Regions from separate parts of the Capsicum annuum genome. Here region 2 is linked to region 1. The links are chromatin contacts, called in public Hi-C maps. All regions are on one chromosome and are shown on one strand. Each heading gives the region's core, a stretch centred on a gene start, on an enhancer-like site or on the middle of the called end of the contact. The rest is flanking DNA. Distances are from core to core; before and after follow the strand shown. Region 1 holds the start of LOC107851336 (protein C2-DOMAIN ABA-RELATED 4). Region 2 has its middle 4.6 kb from the start of LOC124889848.

What was found. Hi-C and Micro-C count contacts between places; a contact is called where the count stands out from the background.
Region 2: a Hi-C map of leaf shows a contact between it and region 1, with 2.0 times the contacts expected there. The contact joins the enhancer-like site here to the promoter of LOC107851336 in region 1. A contact is called at or near these places in 2 of 5 Hi-C or Micro-C datasets (leaf and placenta).

The regions. Positions count from the first base shown.
Region 1 is chr12:166,925,817-166,930,054 of UCD10Xv1.1, forward strand. LOC107851336 (protein C2-DOMAIN ABA-RELATED 4) reads right to left here and starts at 1,320. Exons shown (of 4, transcript XM_016696308.2): 1 at 1,132-1,320. It overlaps LOC124889685, which reads left to right and starts at 4,203. Exons shown (of 1, transcript XM_047401669.1): 1 at 4,203-4,238. The coding sequence starts at 4,203.
Region 2 is chr12:167,011,179-167,015,294 of UCD10Xv1.1, forward strand. No RefSeq gene overlaps it. Among protein-coding and RNA genes, the nearest start is that of LOC124889848, 4.6 kb to the left of the region's middle. Within about 2 kb of position 2,048, at least 1 of the 5 cell types and tissues checked has an H3K27ac peak or open chromatin away from gene starts, as enhancers often do.

The sequences.
Region 1 (4,238 bases), core at 70-2,569:
GATGAGGTGAACATGTAATAGCTGAATCATAAGAGTTTTTATTTAATTATTTTTTTTTTCCATGGAGGGAGTATGCAATAGCTTGACCATACGAGTTTTCATTTAATTAGTTTTTCTTAATTCAGACTCTACTAATTGAAACATTAAATATAATAGAAAAAGATAATAAATATCTTTTTAAAGAAAAGCATAATTTTCTAAAAGAATAAATTGAATTTGTTGAAACGATAAATATTTGGTTGCGGGACATTGAACAACACACAAATTAAAGCAGACATAGAAAGTTACAGTTTTCTTCTTTGGGGCCCCAGTGATAAGAAATTATGCCTGCCGTTTTTTTTAAAAATAAAAAAGGGTATACACCACACAAAGTGATTAGGGATGTAGTGGGGATGAACTTAGCACCAATTACCAAGCATGTGGAACAAAGAATCTAATCTATTTTGGATAGAGATTTCGGTACCAACAAATCAAATCTCAATGACTTGAAAGTTGAAACCTTTCATCTTTATTTATTATTTACAGTTGACTCATTCATCTAAATGCAATTTGGTAAGTCTTAGTAATTTGGTTGACTAGTTATCTGTATTTTTACTTTATTGATGAAAGTTCAATTTTTCATATTATAATCCTTTTCCGCATTTTTCTTTCCTCTACTTACTCCTGATTTGAAAAGAAAAAAAGTATATATTGTCAATGTTAAGTATTACTCCATATTATATATAATCGCATGAATGCAACTACCAATTTGCGCATGCTAGTTCAAATTGCAATAGATGTGGATGCTACTCGTTTGAAAAGAAGTAGAAGAATATATAATTGGAAGTCACCGGGCGGAGATGACTTTGGCGTTATGGGTTCAACATAATTCAGTAATTTTGAAGTAGACTTTATAATTGTGTAAAAAAAATTAGTTGATATGCATAAATAATATAGCCAGATCTGAGTATCTCTTTTTGTTTTAAAATGCCGAACCATAAAATTAAAATATTAGCTCCGGCTTTGATGAAATTGTTGGTTAACGTTTCAACAATTTTTGCTAAATACTTCTCACAATGGGAAAATTAATGAATAAAGAAATAAAAATTGCAATGCTTGATGGATTCTCAACAAAATTCTTGTACAACTTACGATGATTATGCCACTGGCCCTCTGATTTTCAGATAGGAAACGAAGAAAGAGAAGGGTGTTAGGATGAATATTTATTGTTGTTATTGAGGGAAGGTGATGGAAAGAGAAACAAGACGATCGAATAGGCTGATTGAAAAGGAAATTTCAAGAAATAAGAGTTTAAGTTAGTTGGCAATGCATGGTTGGTGCCTAATATATTTCATGCATGAGAGTGCTTAATTCTTGTCCACTAGGCAAACGGGTAAACCGATACGACATGGTCATCTATCCGTGTTTTTCTCCTTTCATGTTGAAGAAGCTACAAATATCCCTTAACTTTACTGAAAATAGTTTTATCCAATAAAAATAATTCTGTGCGGTTATTTTCTATTTATATATCCATTTCAGCAAGCTATTTAACATTGTTTCCTACTAGTCAAGCTCCAGTTAAATAAATACCGGTAGCATCTTATAGCGTCTGATGTTGGGCATATATTTGCTTATGTTTCAATACTACTATACTATATTTATATTTTTAACCTTATTTGGTCATTTCAAGTTAAATATGTCCAACTTAGTTTCTTACTAGCGAACTTAATGCATTTCGCACAATCATAAAATATCTCATTAAATTTACAATGTATTTTAAAAAAAAAAATTATTGAGCACTAAAAATATTCTAAAAAGAGTCTTAATTCAGTTTATTATTACTACTTAAATCTTATGATTTTTGTAATTTTAAATCGACAAAGAGTCTTTTAAGATTGAAGACGTTTTTTTACATTAGTGGAACTATTCTAGGGTCGAACCCGCCCCATATGGTAATGGAAGGACTTTTTTAGTAGAATTTGAAAAGGGAAAAAGGTTGCTCCAGTGAACAAGGGGTAGGGATGTTCTTAGTAAGATGTATACCATACAGCTAAACAAAAGAGTGCAGGAGTAACAAGTGGAACACTAGAAGTTGAACTCGAGACTCCGAAAATGCTTTTTTTTCTCACCTACGTTAATCTACTTTTTTAACCTAACCCTACCTTCATGATGGCACAGGTCACGGCCTGTCCAACCATTGCGGCGGTCCAGATCCCTCTCATCAATCCTCAGTTCCCTCCATTACCATTAACCTCCAAACCAAGATCCTCTTCTTCTCCATCTCCTTTCATTCCTATTGAAAATCCTATAACGAAATCCAAATCTCCTCACTAAACTATGGCAATCTGCTCACTCCTATAATCTCAATCATGTTACAAAAAGCTACCCAACCTACCATTGAACCCATTCCTATTAAACATGTTGAAGTTGTCAATAATGTCCCGGTTGTTAAATGGACAGAGGTTGAAGTGAGGCGTATAACCATAATTGAAAAACTCCAATACATAGTTATTGAAAAGTTTTCTTATGAGTGGCCTCACGTAAAGATATAAGGAAAAATCTACCACTATAGTGTGGTACCAAGGGGCATGTCAAATAGGGTTGATTTGAAACACACATCCTCATTAGGTGTGCCATACTAGAAGACTTTGTCAATAAGATGCCCAAGAATTCATACTACATCAAAGACAAAGAAAGCATGGTCTATTTAATATGCCCTCTCATATATGACTCTACTTTTAAATTCAATAAAGAAACCACACACAGGCCATGGCCTAGATTTCTGTTTCCAAGTTGACCAATCGTTTTGTGAAGGAAGCCTAGTTCACTTTGGCTTTAGCAATGGGTAATCCTCTACATATAGATATGGACATCATAAACAAAGTCGGGGTTTGCTCCCAAAATGTCCATTTTGAAAACTATTTTGCCAAATAGACACAAGTTTGAAATAATTGGTCATATACCTACTTAATTTCACATCACCACTAACTTTTCAACTTAACAACTTCACCCACAAGTTTTATAATAATTCACTTTAACCCAATATTTCCAACTTAATAAATTCACCCACAAGTTCCTAGTAATACACTTCAACTCACTCCATCATCCACCATTATATATACAAAAATATCTAGGTTTCCAAAATATTAAAAAAAAATTCCAAAAGCTAAACATAGAAGGTGGTTATTTTTCCCTCCAAAAAGCTTCGATTCCGGCCATTTTTTTGGCATTATTTTCTGGCGATCATCTATAAATTAGTCCACAAACATCATAAGCTCGTCCATTGCATCCATTGTTACCTCATTTGTTTGTTATCTTCTCAAACACAATTTCCACCATTGTTAAAAAAACTTTAAATCATTCACATTACTCAAAACCACTTTAGAAACTACATTACAGTAGCTCAGGCGACTACAAACTCATTTCTGTATTCCATAAACTCAACGATCATTTATTATAAGCAATATTTACAATTTCAAGGTTTTCGTACGGATACTTGACCAGTCATCGACCACTCATTGTCAGTTATCGATCGTACATATATCTTGACCTAGACCATAAGCATAATCAACCGTCAACCAAAGCATAAGTCTAGGATGTCTAGTGCAGAATTTATTCTAGTTTTTGATGATTTCATGGGAGAATGGGCAGAGACTCCCAAATGTTGAAAATGGGGATCTTTTACCAAGGTGACACTGCCTATTATTGTCCGCAATAGTTCATACAACGAATTGGTTGCAAGCGTAATGCAGAGCAGGGATCTAGATTGTGCGACGAGCGACGTGGTCATTAGTTAACTAATACATTCGAGGGAAAAGGTGAATCCTACGATCATAAATAATGATGTAAGTGTGCTGATGTATATGATGGATGTTGATGCAGATGGATTTATGTCTATTTTGAAGATAAATGTAGTTGAGAGGTCATTTGAAGGACCGCTGAATTCATCAGCACCCCCACCTCGGTGCCCGACAGTTGAAGACGATTTGAATTATTACGAGAACAATGACGATCAACCAATTAATATGGAAGATGATTCTATGCATATGGAAGACTCTTTATCGGACTCGTAAGATGATGACGAAGACTATGAAACGGGATTACAACTAGGACATTCCTTAATTGACAAAACTAATTTCTATTGTGATCAAATATTCGCCGGCAAGAAAAAGTTGAAAATACTACTAGACGCAGCAGCGCTGAGACAGTCTTTTGATTATTCTATGGATAAGAGATGCACCAAATTCTTGAAGGCAAAA
Region 2 (4,116 bases), core at 798-3,297, 86 kb after region 1:
TTTGACCATTTGACAGATTTTGAATTTAATGGGGGGAAACAACATTTCAAATAAAGGGAATTAAATTATTTGAAGAGGTCGGGTGTTTACAAATAAACATCCTAAAGGCATATTTTGAAGGCACTTTTGAAGACAACCTAGTCTTGCCATTAATAGAATACCTAGATAACTCTAGCTATAATTAATAACGAGATAAGATGATTTATGAGAGCAACATGGTCAATGTGAATTGGACAATGACCTACTGAATTTTGAATAAAACTTGGATGATTTGGAAGGGATTTTATCGATGGATTTTTAAGGACATTTTAGGAGGACTCAAATTTTTGAGTCTTATATACCTAACAACACTTTAAGACTTCGAGATAGAATAATGAACTAGTCTTGTTTCAAGCCAAAAGTATGCTATTTAAACACACAAATCAAGTAAATATAGATAAAGAAAAATAATGGAACACTTTAGCACATAAACTATTTTAAATGTGTTCTAGCATACATGGGACCTTTCAATCCAAAGGTAAGACTAACATTTGAAGGATATACATGCCATTTGTAAGATGTTCTATTGCCCCTAAAATATTATACAAACTTCAGAAATAAATCAAACTGGGATACACAATGAGAGAAAGGGGAAATATATGATATCAATCCCACACAGGGGAGCAAATCTAAATTAAACCTTCTTAGGAATCCTTCGACTTGAACTTCTCCAAATTACTGAAAACTTTTCGAGTGAAAATTTCCTCTAGATTACAATAAAGAAAACTATAAAAATAAAATCCTCAAATCCAAGGGACAATGGTCCATACAATCCGATATTATATCCTTTAATTTAACACATAAGGAATGACCATTTGTTATGACTCACGGTTGATAGACTCAAGGTAGGTTTCTAAGTCCTAGGCTTATGCCTAAGCAGGATTTTGGTTTCGCTCTATCCTAGGTATCTAGAGTGAGCTTCAACTAGGTTTTCAAGTGGACAACTTGGGTTTGGAAATACAAACAACCATTGAATGCCTAACGTGTCAATAAACCATTGTATTTCCAACACTTTATTTGAAATTGAACAATAGGAATCGGGATATCCTCAAAACCCCAAAATAGTTTAATAATCAAAATGTGGAAGTATGTCATGAAATGCAACCGTTAATAATTAAATTTAAACACATAATACAAAAGTAACAATTAATACAAAAATTAGTCAAACACATACAATTCTTATGGCTAGAACCTACATAAATCTCCAACAGAGTCGTCATTCTGTTACGATCATTTTTAGAAAGCCAAAAACATTCCATAATTTCGTGGAAAAAATAAAAGATAAGAAGTCTAATTATTTTATTTAAAAAATAACTTAGAGTCACCACTTAATTTTTAGAAAAATTTAGAAAATATTTAGAAAGGGTGATTTGAAAGAAAACCTTTTAAAAATAACCAAAGTCTAGATAAGGGTTCAAGTAAATTCGGGTGTTAGGCACTTTCGAAAATCCACAATATGTGATTTCCGGTGGATAAAACGTGTTTGACTAATTTTGAAAAGTTCTTTAAAAATCTTGAATTTATTTGAAAATCTCATTTCAAGAACATAGAATTTATTTGATACTAATCCATTTAATGTACTCTAAGTGATAAAATAAACTAAACATCAAAAGTTTCAAAATAATTCTAACTTTAAAAAATTTATCTGAATTTAGACTTAAGGTTAAATAGTTAACCCAACTTCTTAAACTTGGATTTTGAATCGATAATAACTATTAAAGGATGTAAGTAGATCCTTAAGTTATTCTTCGAGCTTAAGTTTGCATAAATAGAGAATTTTTAAAAAAAAATATTAAATAATTAAAATAAAATAAATAATTTAACTTAAAATTGCTCCCAAGAATTCATCTAGCTTAATTGAATTGAATTACAAACAAATAATCATGTAAATTACAAGAAAATAAAAGAAAAAAGGATGAGATTTGGGCCCCTTTATGGCCCATGTTTAAATCTGGACAACCTTGATTTTGGGCCCATTTAAATAGACCTTTTTCAGCCCTCTTTCAGTTGTGTACACCCGTTGTATATCACAGCTTATTTTCTTCACATTTTTTGTACATATGATGCATACATGACCATATATTGGTCATATATGATATTTTAGTCTTCCACCTGTATGCCAACTTCACCTTCACGTTTTCCACTATGTATCCTCTGTATATCACGTTATATTGGTGTATACAACCTTGTTTCTTCAAAAATAAGTCCATTTGGACTTTAGAGAGGGACGAATGCAGGAGATGGGGAGTCCGAGTGGACTCGTCTTGGGCAGTTCATACATAAGAGATAAAAAGGGAATTAGAAACAATTCAATTCCAAGAAATGAAATAAATTCAAATAGTAAGACAATTTAATTCAAAAGCGCAATTTCTACAACTAAAGTCGGACAAGGCCACATTCCATGTAACTGTGAAGAAAAATATAAGAGAGTATTTAGATCGAAACATTCTCATGGAATGATAATCTAAAACTCTTAATTGCAACTAAGAAAATATGTTTTGAATCAGAATATTATAAAGAAAGAAAGAAAAAACCGAACATGAACAAAACTTATTTCCTTATAATGTCATAGATAGGAAAACAATGGAATCATCCTTTAACAATACCTAAAAAAACATGATAACATCGAATTTAAACCCGAAAAGAGACTACAGCAAGTTCTAATAGCACAAGACATTCAAAGGAAATAGAAAGGGAACAAATCTCAACCTTTAACATTACTAACTTGAGTCGTGCACCAAATAAAAACAAATTAAGCATATAAATATGTTTAGAAGCAGCCGAGACGACTTTAAAACACTACCACACACCAGCATTTTCACAGAATTGATGAAAATATGAGGTTAGTAGCTCATGCTTTGAATAAAAAACTAATATATAAACCAAGGATTTGGCCTGAATCTCAAAGAGAAGAAGTGAAATACATTGAAAATAGCATGTTTTGGATAATGAACTAAATAGATAGAAAACACATTTGACTTTGCTTCGGACATACATTTTGATATAGAAAGAAAATTGAAACACCAACCCTTATACATGGAAATACATTCCAATAAAAATGCAGGAAACGTAAAGAGAGTAGATGATTATTAGGACTCATGTGGAATCGAATTAAAACCTGAAAACTATTATGCGAACCTCACTTGATACTTTAAAACAAGAAGGTTGTTCAACCAAGAGCACTCAAATAACAAGGCATTTCAACACCATTACTACTCAATTTAGACCACTGCATAGAGAGGAAAAATCAAACTACGGGCTACACACCAAAACTCAATAACAACTCAGAAAACACAAGCAAAACTCATCTCGAATGCAAACTATTTTAGCTTTCAATTTCAAAATTTTCTCAACATTAAAGAACATTGTTTAAACAAGACTAGATTACAGCAGTAAAATTCATGAATCGATTCAACCACATCATTTCCATAACAACACAAACCTATAACCTTTGAGGCCTCTACAACACATAATTCCACCGTTAACACGCCTATGAGTATAAGTAATATGAAAGAAGGAAAAATGACAATGAACTAAAACAAGAAGTGAGTTTACCTTTTTTCGAACAGAGAACCGCGATGACGAGTTGACGACGATCTCACAACTTGACTCCAATTTGAAAATAACATGAAAAAATAAAACTTGAACGCAAATTCTCACAACACCAAGTTGGGGACAAAAGTCCAAATTCTAGCCGAGTAGAGAATGTTAGCCCTCTATATTGGAAAAAACAACCCTCCTTCACAGTGAAATCGAAGTGGTATTTATAAGGGGAATTGGGAATTGGAAAAAACTTATTTCGACAATGTGGGAGAGGGGTTTCTAGGGGTCTTTCAGGAACTTTGAAAAGAATTTTGAATTTGAGATAGAGAGTAGTACAAAATCATACAACTCCCCTTGAATCACGGAATGTTAAAGGGCGATGAGTTATCTTTTTGGCTGATGTGGGAGAGGGGTTTCTAGGGGTCTTTCGGGAACTTTGAAAAGAATTTTGAATTTGAGATAGAGAGTAGTACAAAATCATACAACTCCCCTTGAATCACGGAATGTTAAAGGGCGATGAGCTATCTTTTTGGC